Regions from separate parts of the Mus musculus genome. Here region 2 is linked to region 1. A link is a contact called in public HiChIP or PLAC-seq data. All regions are on one chromosome and are shown on one strand. Each heading gives the region's core, a stretch centred on a gene start, on an enhancer-like site or on the middle of the called end of the contact. The rest is flanking DNA. Distances are from core to core; before and after follow the strand shown. Region 1 holds the start of Fam8a1 (family with sequence similarity 8, member A1). Region 2 overlaps Kif13a (kinesin family member 13A).

Evidence for each region. HiChIP or PLAC-seq counts read pairs in DNA pulled down with a chosen protein or histone mark.
Region 2: an H3K27ac HiChIP or PLAC-seq map of embryonic stem cells shows a contact between it and region 1, with 6 read pairs. The contact joins the enhancer-like site here to the promoter of Fam8a1 in region 1. A contact is called at or near these places in 2 of 39 promoter capture datasets (the 3T3-L1 cell line and liver), 4 of 484 Hi-C or Micro-C datasets (the AML12 cell line, embryonic stem cells, epidermal suprabasal cells and 1 more), 1 of 115 datasets of contacts at active chromatin or transcription factors (embryonic stem cells) and 4 of 9 other capture datasets (adipose tissue, embryonic stem cells, liver and 1 more).

Annotation. Positions count from the first base shown.
Region 1 is chr13:46,667,627-46,674,865 of GRCm38.p6, forward strand. Fam8a1 (family with sequence similarity 8, member A1) reads left to right here and starts at 1,851. Exons shown (of 5, transcript NM_001033192.3): 1 at 1,851-2,629; 2 at 3,583-3,703; 3 at 5,920-6,043; 4 at 6,627-6,766. The coding sequence starts at 1,960.
Region 2 is chr13:46,753,751-46,761,704 of GRCm38.p6, forward strand. It overlaps Kif13a (kinesin family member 13A), which reads right to left. Exons shown (of 38, transcript NM_010617.2): 36 at 7,523-7,674. Among named protein-coding and RNA genes, the nearest start is that of Gm24620, 9.9 kb to the right of the region's middle. Within about 2 kb of position 5,326, at least 22 of the 459 cell types and tissues checked have an H3K27ac peak or open chromatin away from gene starts, as enhancers often do. A contact at or near this core is called in embryonic stem cells and regulatory T cells, where this site is marked.

The sequences.
Region 1 (7,239 bases), core at 601-3,100:
CTTAACAACTCATCCTGGCACAGATTTCCCCCTTTTTCCTTAAAAAGATCACTCCTGCAGAGACATCTACTGCTGTCTTTGCCTGATCCAGAGACAACCGCAACCCTACCCCTGCTTGTCCTCTCTGGGGTAATAAAATCACCTTTGTCTTGAGAAGTTGGTGCCCCTTCAATAGCCCATTTTTCTCTCAACTTTATAGATCAAGTGCTTTACCAACTAATGTCAAATTCCCCAAGACACTCCCCAGCTGCTGCTGGTAAAGCCATTAGGTGCAGCATTCCTCCCTGAGTGGCCACACTTGTTCCCCATTGCCTGTCCTTTCCCCTATGAATAAGCTAACTTTGACTCTAACTCATTATGATTATTTTTTTCAGCACAGTTTAAGAATCTGGGTTGCAGCCTGGCCGTGGTGGCACGTGCCTTTACTGAGTGTCTCCCAGCACTCAGAAGACAGAGACAGGAAGATCTCTGTGAGTTTGAGGCCAGCCTGGTCTACAGAATGAGTTTCAGGACAGCCAGAGCTACATGGAAAAACCCTGTCTCAAAAAATAAAAATAAAAAATAAAAAAGAAGGAAGGAAGGAGGGAAGGAAAGAAAGGGGAAGAGAGAAAGAGACAGGGAGAAAGGAAGAGAATGAATGAATGAATCTGGTCTGTACCTAAATAAGGGTCTCTGAAGCTGGGAAAGGAGTGTCGCAGGTTGCAGAGCTGGTGGTGTTGAGCTATGTTTCCTGCTGCTAGTGATGATCGTGAATAGGTGTTCAAGTGTTTCATGGAAGATTTTCCCTTGAAGCAGATGAATTTCTTAAAGGCCAAAAGTGATGTCTTTTCTGTCTCCCAGAGGAAAGACAGGATTGACTCTCGGCATCACTGTCATGTTCAAGCCATTAGGTGCGGCATGCTGTGGTGAACACCAGGACCAAAAGCAAGTTGGGGAAGAGTTTATTTGGCTTCCAATTCTACATTGTAGTCCATCACTGAGGGAAGTCAGGACAGGAACTCAAATGGGCAGGAACCTGGAGGCAGGAGCTGATGCTCATCCCATGGCTTGTCTTCCTTCTTATAGAACCCAGAACAGCAGCCTGGAGTTGTACCACCCACAGTGGGCTGGGCCCTTCCACATCAATCACTAATTTAAAATGCTCTACAGGTTTGCCTACAGCCCAATCTTACAGAGGCATTTTCTCAATTGGTCTTGCCTCCTCTCAAATGACTCTAGACTCTATCAAGTTGACATAAAATTAGCCAGCACAATAATCGTTCAATATTCTCATAGTATTTGGCTCTTGTAGATTCCTTATATGGTCCTGGGAATTCAAAGTCACACAACTACCCCTAACTGGGCTTATTAACATAGCAAAGTGTATTAAGGTTATCAGTATCTGGGAGGCTGCATATAGATGAAAAGAAGACGAAACCATACACAGACTAAGGTGCTAAGCAAGAAACAAATACTGTGGTTGAAGGAGTGGAAATTCTGGTGAGTCAGATGCAGTTTCACAAGGGACAATCATGTCCTAACCCCACAGGATCTTCTCTAGGGACCTTGGTAATGGAGTTCATTAGAATTCTCAAGAGTGGTGGCGAATGCCTCACAGACGTAAGCCTAAATGGATGCGTTCACAGTGTCCAGGACCACGTCCTCGGCATCGCACACGTGGTTGTGCGATGCCGCGACGCGTTACGTTACCGAATATGCCACAATTTATGATTAAAACGTACCACAGAGGACCCCCGAGAAACATCGCGTAGCCCAGGAACCAACTCACAAAGCACCACCAACCGCCCGCCCGGCTCCCCAAGCCTGGCGCGCCGGAGAGGTGGGGTTTCCGCTTCCGGAGGCGGATTGTTGACGCCCACTGCTGCTGTGGTGGCGAGCGAGCGAGCGGTTGGGGAGGGGCCGCCGAGGGCGGGCGACGGCGCCTTGACAGGCAGCGCGGAGGGGGCCTCCGGGGCGACGATGGCAGAGGGGCCCGAGGAAGCCCGGAGCCGCCCTCCGGAGCAGGATGGCAGTGGCGGGGACCACGAGCCGGTCCCTTCCGAGCCAGGCTCTCCCACCACCACCGTCGCCGCCACCGCCGCCGCCCCCCGGTCCCCGGCCCTCGCGAGCGTCGCCTCGGCAGTGTCGGAGCCCGAGCCGCAGTGCGAGCTCCGCAAGCGCCGGGAGACGGGCGCGGAGCCTCCGGAGGCGGGAGACTGCGAGGCGTCGGACGGCCCGGGGCGGCTGAGCGCGCGCGAGTACTCGCGGCAGGTGCACGAATGGCTGTGGCAGTCCTACTGCGGCTACCTGACCTGGCACAGCGGCCTGGCCGCCCTGCCCGCCTACTGCGGCCCGCCACCACCCGCCGCCACCGCCCCGCAGCCCGCCGTCCCCTCGCCGTCGTCCCCGCCGACGCCGTCGTCCCCGCCGCCACCGCCGCCGCCGCAGCTGGCGTACTACAACCCCTTCTACTTCCTGAGCGCTGCGGGGCCCGGGCCGGGGGCGGCCACGGGCGGCGCCACCCCGACGGCTGTCGCGGGCCTCACGGCCCGGGCCCCGCACGTGCAGCCATCGGCCCGGGCGGCCCCCGGGACCAGGGTGGGTTCTGCAGCCCCTGCGCGGACTGCCAGCGACACCGGGCGGCAGGCAGGTGAGATCGGGGTTGGCGCGGGGGTGGGGTGGGGGGTGTTGGGTAGGATGGAGGAGGGATAGAGTCGAGGTCCTTTTTAAAAAAAAAAAAAAAAAATCACTGCCATTCCTACCACTAACATTTTGGAAGGATCTCACCCTGTGGTGTAGGCTAACACAGTATGTAGGCCAGGCTAGCCTCAAACTTGGAATAAGACAGGTCTGTACTAGCCAGAGGGGTCTCTTGAAGGATCATTGAACAAGTATGCTCGCTCCTGAAAAAATATAACCGGGGAGCTGCTGCTACCATTGATAGTTCCCACATACATCAGCTATGGTTTGCCCAGGCCCTAAATTCTAAAAACGTACTGTGAAGCAATGTTGATTGTCCTTCCCTTAAGACCTGGCACGGCTAGTAGGTTCCCTTACTCCTGACACTAGCCCTTCTTGTGTGTAGAGACGTATGCTTATCAAACCATCCTCTCTGTAATCTTCAGGCTCTGGAAAGATCCAAAGCTAGCCTTGGGTGGCAAGCCCGCTGTTGGGAGGCTCGAGATTAGAATACTAGAAATCACCAAGACTTGGGCCGTGTAAAGACAGTGGAACTGAAAGGCGATTGACATGATTACAAAACGAGTCTAGAGAGCTTTGACTGGCCTCAAGCCTATTGGTCATGAATATCATCTAGTAAATGATGTGTAGTCACTGGTCTTAGCAAACCGTAGGAAAGTTTGCAGCCAGTCTTCTGAGTCTGGGGCTGGAATGCTGGGATTACAGGCATAGCTCACCATGTCCAGCTCATTATTAGATATTTTAGAAACAGGATCTCTTGATGGGATCATTGCCGTTGGCTGATGCAAAGCTATAATCTTAAAAAGTTTAGTTGGACCTTGACTTTACTTTGCCGCTTTCTTATCTGGCTTGGTTCTTAAACTTGTGTAACTCATTTTTTTTCTTCTTCTTCCCAATTTCCAGGTAGAGAGTATGTCATTCCATCCTTGGCCCACAGATTTATGGCAGAGATGGTGGATTTCTTTATTCTCTTCTTTATAAAAGCAACCATTGTCTTGAGCATCATGCATCTCAGTGGAATAAAGTAAGTTAAGAACAGTCAGAAAATTCTGGAGCTGTCATTTAGGGATCTTGTTTTGTAAATTCTGTACATGCTCATGAGTAACTCTGGGTAATGGATGGATGTCCAAGACCAAGACTTCTCTATGAAATCTTTACCAGTTCTATTTGTTTCCCTATTGGTTGTTTTTAAGTGTGTTTATATGTAACCAAGAGGTCTACTTTGGTTATCTTCTAATCTCTCCTATATTTTTTTGAGGTGGGATCTCTCACTTGACTTGGGGCTTGTCATCTCAGCTGGACCAGCTGGCCAGCAAGTCCCTAAGATCACTGGTCCTCCCTCTCAGTGCTACATAGGTATATAGGTGTCCTGGGCTTTAGATGGATTCTGGGGATGCACTCAGGTCCTGACATTTTATATAAACACTTTACCCACTGAGCTATCACCACAAGCCCCTTGGTTTTAAGAAAGAAACAAAGAACTTCAGTATGTTGTTTAAAATCTGAGGGAAAAGGAGGGAGGCTTTGGTGGCATGTTCCTTTAATTCCAGCACTCAGGAGGCAGAGGCAGGCAGATCTCCGTGAGTTCAAGGCCAGCCAGAGTTAAATCCTATCTCAAAAAAGATTTTAATAGGTTAAAGAAGCCTTCAGACCTGGCTTGTTTTTTTTATTAACCATTCTCTTGGGCCAGGAATGTGTTAGTTTCCTTCTTATTGGCCTATGAAGGCTCTGCCATGAAAGCACAGAGGGGCTGGGTCGGTGGTCAGGGGTTAAGAGTGCTCACTGCTTGTCCCGAGGCTCCAAGTTCAGTTTCCATGTCAGGCAGCTTATCACTGCCTCTAACTCCAGCTCCAGCCTCATGTATACACATGGCATACATTTGTATACACATACACACACACAATTTTCAGAGCACAAAGAGCTTGTGGTAGGTGGACTTAGTAATCAATTTCAGTGGGGTTGTTTTCAGTTGAGCAGATTCAATGCAAAGTATGGCATTTACTTGAGAAACTCAAGTTTTAGGATAATGCCTGCTCCCAATTGCTAAGCATTTTCTATGAGACACTTATTTACGTTTATGAGACGATGTCAGAATTGAAAAGAAGATAGAAAAGTCAAGATACAAAGTAGTGTTAACCTTGGGCCCCCGACAGGTGTTGGGTAGCTCCTGCCTGTCCCCTAACACAGCCTTTATTATTATTGTTTACATTTATTTATTTGGAGGGCAGAAAAAAGCTGCAGAACTTAACCTCTCCAGCCTTAACATGCTGCTGTAGTTTCTACCGACAAGATAAAGTCTGAATTTCATTACATGGTTTAACATGCCCACATTCTCCTCAGTCTCCTTACACCATGAAATTGAGCCCTATCACTTGTTCCAAGGCTTTCTCTCCTGCCTGGAGCTTCTTCCTGCTTCTTAGTCTGGCTGGCTTCTCTTCATTCTTTGTATTGTATTGTGCACTTAGAAATGTCATTTCTGAGAAGACTGGTCTGTTTTCTGTGGTGTTCTGGTTGGCATCCCAGTTTATTTTTGTTCTATTTCCCTTGCTTGGTTAGAATCTCTGTGAAAGCTGAGGAGATACTTTTAGTATCCCTTGCTGTGCCAGTGTGCCCTCTGATGCAGTGATAAATACCATGATCAAAAGCAACTTTGAAAGGAAAGAGTTTATTCCATTTTACAGCTTGTAGTCCATCACTGAAGGAAGTCAGGGCAGGAACCTGGAGACAGGAACTGATTCGGAAGCCATGGAAAAATGCTGCTCTTCATGGCTTACTCAGCCTGCTTTTGCTTTTCTTATAGCACCCAGGACCACCAGCGCAGGGGTGGCACCACTCACAGTGTGCTAGGCCCTTCCCACATCCATCATTAATCAAGAAAATGTCACATAGACTTGCTACAGGCCAATCTGATGGAGGCATTTTCTTAACTGAGGTTTCCCAATTAAGTTTGAGTTTACAAACCAGTCACTGCCCTATCATCAGGGCTGGCATCTTATTTGCTCTGCAGTGCTCTACCACTGAGGTACAAACTACCCCACAATCACAACCATGCTTTTGCTTTAATTTACTTAGGTATTTGTTATTTTTTTGAATAAAGTAATGGGTATTTTATGCACTTTGTTGGTGAGAACCTAATAGCATAGAATTTCACTTAAATTTTATGACCTAATTATGGGAAAATGGTACAAAACTGACTTAGGAGCTAATTCCTTCTAACCCCAAACCCTTCTTTTTGTGCAGGGACATCTCTAAGTTTGCCATGCACTATATAATAGAAGAGATTGATGAAGACACATCAATGGAAGACCTGCAGAAAATGATGATTGTGGCGCTTATATACAGGTTGTTAGTTTGTTTCTATGAGGTAAGCTGCTAACTGGAGCAAGTAACCGTTTTAATGGTATTTTAAATTATCTACTAGGAAAAAAATGACAATTTACAAATTTCGTAAATATTTGTCATTGAGTTTTCATAATTTTTAAAATTAACACTTTCAAGTAAAAAAAAAAACCCTAAATACTAAATTTTGGAAAAAAGATGCCTTGTTATACATTTCAGTTTTAGAAATAACATTTCATTCATAAGCAGATTTTAGTTCAGAGATATACATATTACGGACGTGTGTGTGTGTGTTGTGTATCAAATATGTCAGTCATCTTTCCACATCCTCTGGAGTTCCGAGATGGCATGTGCTAAGCCAGCTTAAATGGATAAGTTTCTAGTATTCTATGTAATTAGCACATCCGATGTACCTTTTTCTATAGCCCTGTTTGGCTTGAAACTGTGTATCCCAGGCTGACTTTAAACTCACAGAAATCCCAAGTACTGGAACTAAAAAAAGATGTGTGCCACCATACCTGGCCCTCCAACATGTCATTCTTATAAAGCATGAAGTAACTTACTAGAAAAATTAGTAAACTGTTTTCCAATTATCCTTTTTTCCTTAGATAATTTGCATTTGGGGAGCAGGGGGAGCTACCCCAGGAAAGTTCCTGCTAGGGCTTCGAGTTGTGACATGTGATACATCAGTACTCATTGCTCCAAGTCGGGTTTTAGTAATTCCTTCCTCAAATGTTAGCATCACTACGTAAGTCCTTTGCTTAGCTTAATCTACTTTATACTTGCAAAACCATTATAGTTGTCACCTTCTGCTGCATGCTGTTTATGTTTGTGGAAGTGAACTGATTTTCTTTGCATTCTTGGGCTCAGAATGAGTCCTGTATTAAGTGGCACAGGATTGTGTTCAATATGCAAGATTGCAGGTCTGATACAGTGTTTTAAAATACTTTTTTTTCATCACAGCATACACTGTAATCATATCAACTTAGATGAAAGTTTATGAGCCTGTTTTTCCCTTGTTACCTTTGACAAACATTTTCAAAATGATTTTTATGAAATACGTTAGAATGATAAGATATTTGGGTATTCTCAGTGCTCTGCCTAGCTTTATTCTCTGGCACTGTGGACTGACTCCCTGGCCTCCAGCCAGTACCCACAGTTGATTGCTGGTCTTGGTGGAGCTGGGAAGGCCAGTGAGCAGTGAGCAGCTGAGTCAAACAG
Region 2 (7,954 bases), core at 4,076-6,575, 90 kb after region 1:
GCAAGTGTATCTGTATACCTTGTGAGTGCTTGCTGCCTGGGGAGGCCCGAAGAGGACGTTGACTGCCCTGGGGTCATGGGTGGGTGTGAGCTGCCATATGGGAACTGAGCGTGGGTCTCCCATAAGAGCCACAAGTGTTCTGAACTGCTGAACCGTCTCTCCAGCCTGGTATTTTACAACTATTGTGAATGATACTTTAAAAGGCATTATTTATTAACTAATTAATGTATCTGTGGATATAGTTATGCATGCATGTATGTATTTAGAGTGTGTGTGTGTGTGTGTGTGTATGTGTGTGTTTACACTTGCATGTCCCTGCACATGTATGAAGGTCAAAGGACAAGTTGAGGAAGTTGGTTTTCTCTTCTGCATTGAGTCACAGGAATCAAACTCATGCTGTCAGCCTCGACAGCCTGCACCTCACCTGTTGAGCCTCCCTGTCAGCCTGGTACTTTTTTATATGAAGTAGAAAAATAACTGACACTTTTTAAATAATTTAAAACTAATCTCCTACATACCCCCAAACCCAACAGATATCACTTTTATTTAAAAATGTACACACACTTAGATTTTTGAAACCAGGTCTTACTTTGTTGCCAGACTGACCTAGAAATCACTATTCTTTTTTTTTTTTTTTTAGATTTATTTATTATTATATGTAAGTACACTGTAGCTGTCTTCAGACACACCAGAAGAGGGCATCAGATCTCATTATGGATGGTTGTGAGCCATCATGTGGTTGCTGGGATTTGAACTCAAGGCCTTTACAAGAGCAGTCAGTGCTCTTAACCACTGAGCCATCTCTCCAACCCTAGAAATCACTATGTAGCCCACCCCTGGCCTTGACACTGTGGCGATCCTTTTGCCTTAGCGGGTTGAATGCTTAGATTACAGGTATGAGCCACCACGATCATCATGCAAAAATTAAGAGATGATTTTTATTTAAGGACTAACCAACAAGCTCTTTCTACATGCCTCTTTGTCCTGAGGGTTGGGAATACTGATGCTGAGTGATAAGGGACATGGTTTCACGGTTTTTCCCTTAGCAAGGTACGCCTTTGAGACCTTGTTCTAAGGACAGTCCTGAACTCTAACTTAGAAACCTCAAAAATAGCTCTATTTCCTCCCCTTCCTCAAAAAGTCACTGCAACCTTAACAACTAGATAACTGTAGCGAGCCAGAACCCAAACATCCGCCTTCCTCATTAAGAATGCATAGGTGGTGGGTCTATTATTTAGACTAGAAAAGGGGGAGGTAGCAAAAAAATGTGGCAGACAGCTATTCATAAATAAATATAAACTTCATCTGTTGGACTTTATAGTAATGTTTTCTTTTGCATCTCATAATTTTACGAGACTTAAATACCTCAGAAATAGTTGAATAGGGCTGGGGAGATAGCTCAGTTGATAGAGTGAGGGCCTAGCATAGATCTCTAGCATTGCATAAATCAGGCTTGGTGGCACATAACTACGAAGCACTCAGAGGTCTGGAGATTAGAAGATCAGAAGTCAAAGGGCATCCGCAGCTAGACAGTGAGGCTGAAATCAGCCTGGGCTGCATAGTGAGTTCGAGAACAGCCTGGGCTACGTGAAACTCCAGTTCAAAAAAAAAAAATTAATACTCTCTATTGCTGCTTCAACTTGCAAATCAATTTTAAAGGCTTAAAGCATTTAGTAGGAGGTGCACTCAGTGACACATGTTCAGGGCACGCAAGGCCCTCAGTTTAATTTTAGGACCCTTCCAAAGAAAGGAAAAGTGAGCAGAAGCCGGGCGTGGTGGCGCACGCCTTTAATCCCAGCACTCCGGAGGCAGAGGCAGGCGGGTTTCTGAGTTCGAGGCCAGCCTGGTCTACAGAGTGAGTTCCAGGACAGCCAGGGCTATACAGAGAAACCCTGTCTCAAAAAACAAAAACAAACAAAATACAAACAAAAAAAGTGAGTATAAATTACTTGAAAAAAATTACCAGTCTTAAAGATAAGTATCAAATATCACATGATAAAAGTTTTTGAAATTAACAAAACAAAATTTTTGACAAGGGCATACTCGTTTTGTCCTTGTATCTTCTTTGTTTGTTTTCTTTTGAGACAAGTTTGACTGTCTAGCCCTGGCTGGCCTGAAATTGCTACATAGACCAGGTTGGTCTGGAACTCATGGAGATCAGCCTGACTCTACTTCCCCAAGGAAGAGATTAAAGGTGTGTGCCATCAGACTCAGCTATTACCCTTGTATCCCAATTGTTAGATGCTTTTAAAATTAGGTAGCTTGCTTGCTTCCTTCCTTCCTTTCTTCCTTCCTATCTGTATTTCTTTCTTTCAAAGTAGGGCCAATGACATGGCTCAGTAGGTAAAGGTGCTTGCTGCCAAGCCTGAGGACCTAAATTCAATCCCTGGGGTGCACAAGGTGAAGAGAGAACTAATCCCTGCAAGCTGTCCTCTCATCTACACACACACACACACACACACACACACACACACACACACACACACACACACGTGTGCTGTGGCATGTACACACCACACACAGGCTTGCACACACAACTAAATCAATATCATGCATTTGTATTTTAAAAACTGGTGGTTGTAGTTTGAATGACTTTGTAGTTTGAAAACAGCCGTGTTGTAGTTTGAATGTCAACAGTCCCCATAGGTTCATCCAACTGAATGCCTGATCCTCAGTTGGTGAGACTGTGTGGGAAGGGCTGGGGGTGTGGCTTTGTGGAGGAGGTAGTGTGTCACCAGGGGCCAACTCTGAGGTTTCAAAAGACTCATGATACCTGAAGCAAGTTCTCTCTGCCTCCTGCCTGGGGTCTGGGATGTGAGCTCTCAGCTCTTCCTGCCCATCTGTCTTGTCTTGCCAGTATGGATCCTAACTCTCTAAAATTGTAAACCCAAGTCAAGGATTTCTTTTATAAGTTCCCTGGGTCCTGGTTCTCTATCATAGCAACAGAAAAGTGACCAGTACAGGCTGGGAGGAGTGTCTCTCTCTTGGTAAAGGACTAGTTGGCATACACAAGGCACCTAGTTTGTTCACTAGCATTATGAAGACATAAAGCAAGCAAAACCAAAAAAAAAAAAGCCATGTATATGGGATGGCGTGTTCTTCCTCTGGGCTGTGATGCTGATAAAAAACAAAAACAAGAAAACAAAACAAAACAAAACAAAAAACAGAGGCTGGACAGATTATCTCAAACACCCACCCTTTCCTGTATTTTTTAGATTTTTTTGTATTCATTATACTTAGACTGAAAGTTGAATTTCAAGTTTTACTACTCCTTTTTTTTTTAATTTAAGCTTAAAAAAATGTAATTTTCCAAGCCCAAGAGTACCCAATATAATTGGTCACCAAAAAAATTTGTTGTACAAGAAAAAGCAATTTTGCAAATGAGGATTAAGGGTCTGGGGAACTTGCATCTTTCTAAAGTATTGTTTGCCGATGACATAAGCGACCATTAGTTTAATGTGTAGAAATGGGTAGAAATGTGGCAAACTTGGGAAGTAAAAATTATTCCTAAAGGCTGAGAATGAGTTGGGAAACATGAAGCACCCATGAACTCTAGGAGATAAATAAGTAAATAAATAAATAGGAATCAGGCTAACGGGATAAGGACAACTTATGCCAGGAAATAAAACCAAAATCCTCAGTAAGTATTCAATGTCTTCTAACATTTAAAAGGAGACTAAAAGTTTGCTTGAGAAATGTTTTCAAGGAGGGAAAAAAAAAAAAGGTTTCTGGCTCACAGTGCACAGTGGGGACTTTAGTTAGATAGCATATAGCACAGTGTGCTCATTTAACACCAGATCTTAAAGGGCACTGAACTGAGTCCCTTACTTACTACAGATGGCTTACGAGCAAAAGAAAGGTTACAACCCTTAGAGCCTGACCCAAAGGCGGAACACCGGGTCAAACGCTCGGCTTCTCTGAAGCTCTCATCTTTGCGCGTTTATTTTTTGCCCCATTTAACGTATGAAGGTGATATTTATCCATAGACAAAGTACTTTGATTTTTTTAAAGAGAGGGACCCTTGGTAGGGAGCGTTCCACAGGGAATGTAATTTCTGCGGTCACTATAGTCGGCTTGTGGAGGGTTACCAGAAATGGCTACCAGCACAGCTATGCATCCCCCTCACCCCCGGGGGGCTCTGAGGCAGAGCGCAGACCTGCACTCAGGATGTGAATCTCTCTGTCTTATGCTTCCAGTAACCAGGACTTGGGGCAAATTGCTCAATCATCCCAGACCTTTGTTTCTTCAGTGAAATGAGAGGAGAAAGCCACGTTGCCTGCAGGACCAGAGATGGGGACTGTGGATACAGGGGAAAGGGTCAACTTTCTTATTCCTATTCCCTAGGCCTCATGACTTCAGAAAAGACGAGCTCAAAGCTGCTCCTAGTGGTGCCCGTGTGATATCCCAACTACTTGGGAGGTTGTGGCAAGAGAATTTTAAGTCTGGGGACTGCCTTGGCTACACAGTGAGACAGCCTGGGAAATTTAGCAAGAATTTGTTTCAAAACAATTAAAAAAATAAAGCGCAAAGGATATGGCTCAGGGACAGAGAGCTCGCCTGGCAGAAGCCCTGGGTCTAATACCCTGTACCGCGATATGAGATAAAAATAAAAGCCTGGGGGGAAAAATGCTGGGTTTTTTTGTTTGTTTGTTTTTTGTTCTCCCCCCCCCCCCTTTTAAATCTTATTTATACAGGATAAGGCATATGCCTGTATATCTTTTTAAGTGATCAGACACAAGCTACAAGAGTCAGTCATAGCCAAGTTTGGTGGCATAAACCTGCCATCCTGTACTCAAGTGGCTGAGGCAGGAGGGTTGCAAGTTAAAGACCATCCTGGGCTCCATACTGAGACCCCGTCTCAGAAAACAAAGAAACAAAATAAAACAACAACAACGATGACAAAAAGGAAGGGAATAGCTTATGTCAATTTATGAGAGGGGAAATAAAATAAAAGCTTTCCCAAGAAAATAAAAGCCCCCAGCTCAAACAAGCGAGCCACGTAGACTACCAAAACATTCCGGAAGACCCGCCAAAGAGAACATAGTGCAACCGCCCCAAGCGCAGTGCGCATGCGTAGTAGGCATGCGCAGCAGTTATGCCTCTAAGGCCAGCAGAGGCAGCCTTCTCTAGTCTTGTTCCCGGAACAAAAAGATACCAGTCAACCCTGCTCAGCAGCCGTACATGATGCATTTGGTCACACAGTGCCCAAGTACTGCTCAAGATGTCTTGGGTCAAAAGAATCTGGTGCGGTCCTCTACTCTGCCTGCTGAGATGGGCTTCGTTTTAAGCTCTTTAAAGGAAAGGCAGGAGAGTAACTGTGGGGCAAGCTGTGTGAACTGCACATCTGCGTGCTGGATAGCACTAGAAGGTGCTCCTGGCAGCCTCTGGAGGGTATTGGAGCAAAATAAATGGCTCTATCAGACACACATCCTGACAAGCTGAAGGGTAAAGGCACAGCCACTGGCCCTTTTAGTGCACCCAGTGATTTTCTACACTCAGAGAGGGGATGGTGAGGTTAAGTGGGGATGGCTCTTTAACATCCACGCAGGTGAAGGAACAGTCTCTGGCATGCTACCCTCTTCCCCATGAGGAGCTAGATAGAGCAGGCAAACAGAACTTAGGAACACGAGTGGCTAAGGAAGGGAATGGCTGCTCTTCCTCCCCTCGGTTAGGATCAGTAGTCACTGCTTCATGATCTAACTGCCTCTCTGAATGCAGATGAGCGGCCCCCTGCAGCATCAGCTGAATGCAGATGAGTGGCCTGCTGCAGCATCAGCTGAAGATGCAGTTAGTGTCTGCACAGCGCATGGCGCAACTAACGGTCTCACACTGATGCACCATGAGTGGGCCTGACCCTGGGAATAAGACTCCCCACACTGCTTAAGACAGCGGGTCATAGGCAGCAGCAAACATCAAACAGCTTCCTCTTGCCCAGGCTGGGTTTCCCCCCACCCCCTGCTCAAGCCTAGGAAGGCACAGGAGAGTGAAAACCATGAAATCACATCACATGATTCTTCCCAGACTTCCACACCTACAGGTTTAGAAAAAAAAATTGGTTTTAAATTGAGGTGTATCTTATAACGAAAAGTAACCAGGAACCATGGTGTTTGAAAAACTGGCATTTCATAGGTTTTGTTTCACTTTATTCATTTATTTGGAGACTGCTCACTCTACAGACCAGGCCGGCCTTGAACGTGTGATCTCAGGTGTGAGCCGCCCCTCCCAGCACTTAGAACGTGCAGCTTTGGAACCATGCTGGAGACCAAGGTTTTGCAGGCAGAGGTCTACCTTACTTGTGCTGAGTAACACAGATTCACCAATCTAAAAGCCAGGCCAAGAAGAACCAGGTTGGAATGTTTTGTCAGGTAGGTAAACAGAAGCTGCTGGTGCTGGGGGGATCGAGCTGAGGAAGGATGACTGGGCAGAGCAGCTACAAACTACACAGGTATCTTGGTAGCAGCCACACAAGAAAGCTTTCAAACACACCCACAACTAAGTGCGGGATTACTTACGCCAAGTAAATGCAATTCCTCTAGGTAGATTAACTTCAGAATCTGGGCAATGTGCGTAGACACATTAGAGAGATTTTGGTATTATTTAAACTGATCTTGCTGTTACACTTTTCTTTATAATGACCAGAGCCATCAAAGGTGCTTCCCCCCACTAGCTACGAAACTTAAGATGATGTGGAAAGGAGTTAAATAAAATAGCACACTTAGAGAGAGAGAGGGGGAAAAAATCACAGTTCAAGGTTGCACTCATGCAAAAACGGCATTACCAAGAGCAACACTTCATTTGTAAAGTCAGGACTCAGCACCTGTCTTAATTTCTTTGAAAGCATTTGGATGGCGGATTGGGAAAGGGCTTCAGACCCACCACCAGGTGATATGATAGAAACATTGCAGAACTTACAATCTTCTTCTCGGGTTTGCTACTGTGTTCTACTGGCATGCTGCTGCCATTGCTTCCTGGGGTTACAATGCAGCCAGGGTTATGTGCCTGGGATGGAGGCATGCTCTGCAAAGGTTAAGACACACAGATGCATCACACACAGGAGACGGTCACAGCCAACATGTCTACCAAGTACATGCATGTTAGAAAGAGCAACAACAACACTTTTATTACATGTGAAGGACACAGCAGCCAATGTTACGGGTCAGAGTTAAACTACAGGTAAAGTCTTAAAGGCGTGCACATACTCTGTGGCAAGGCAAGACATTAGTTTTATCAACAAGGGGACACATAAAGGCCTGTTACAGTTTCAAAATGCCTTTCGGGCACCTCCTTCTCTCTGGAAGGATACAAAAGACCAAAACGTCATTGCTACAGAGAAGCCAACCGTGGCAACAATAATTAAAACCTCCTGTCACAGCCCTGCATGCTTGAGAGAAAGGCTTCTGAGAAGGGGCTTAATGCATGCACAATTCCATGCAGCATCCAACACTCGACTGCCAACCACTGCTCTCTGAAGACTGCACCATTCCAAGCAGTGCTACACAGTAGAGAGAAGTCGAACATTTACCTCTTGGCTTAGGAGAGGTCTGGCTTCCAGGGCCAACCTTTTCTTATGCTCCTCTTTTACAGGCATGAGGGGTTTGAAGAACTTTGGTGGCTGAGGAGAGAACGCTTTAAAAGGGCTGACTGTTAAGGCATGAGGATTCTCTGATGGACAACCTGAGGAATACAAAGAGGGCATGAGTTTTCAGATAGCCGAGCATGGTCGCAGGCGCACAGGGAGCCAGGCCATTACACAGGCTTGGTCCCCAGCTCAATTCCACTTTTATACTGATGGTATCAGGAGGGGGCTAGCTTCATCAATGCAGACAGATGGCTGACTGGGCTGAGCTGCAGGGAACAGGGTCACTAGGCGTATGCCTCTGAATGGTGAGCTTTTGTCCGAGGATTCTCCTCTCTCCCTTCTTTCTTATATTTAATGGCTGAGCCATCTCTCCAG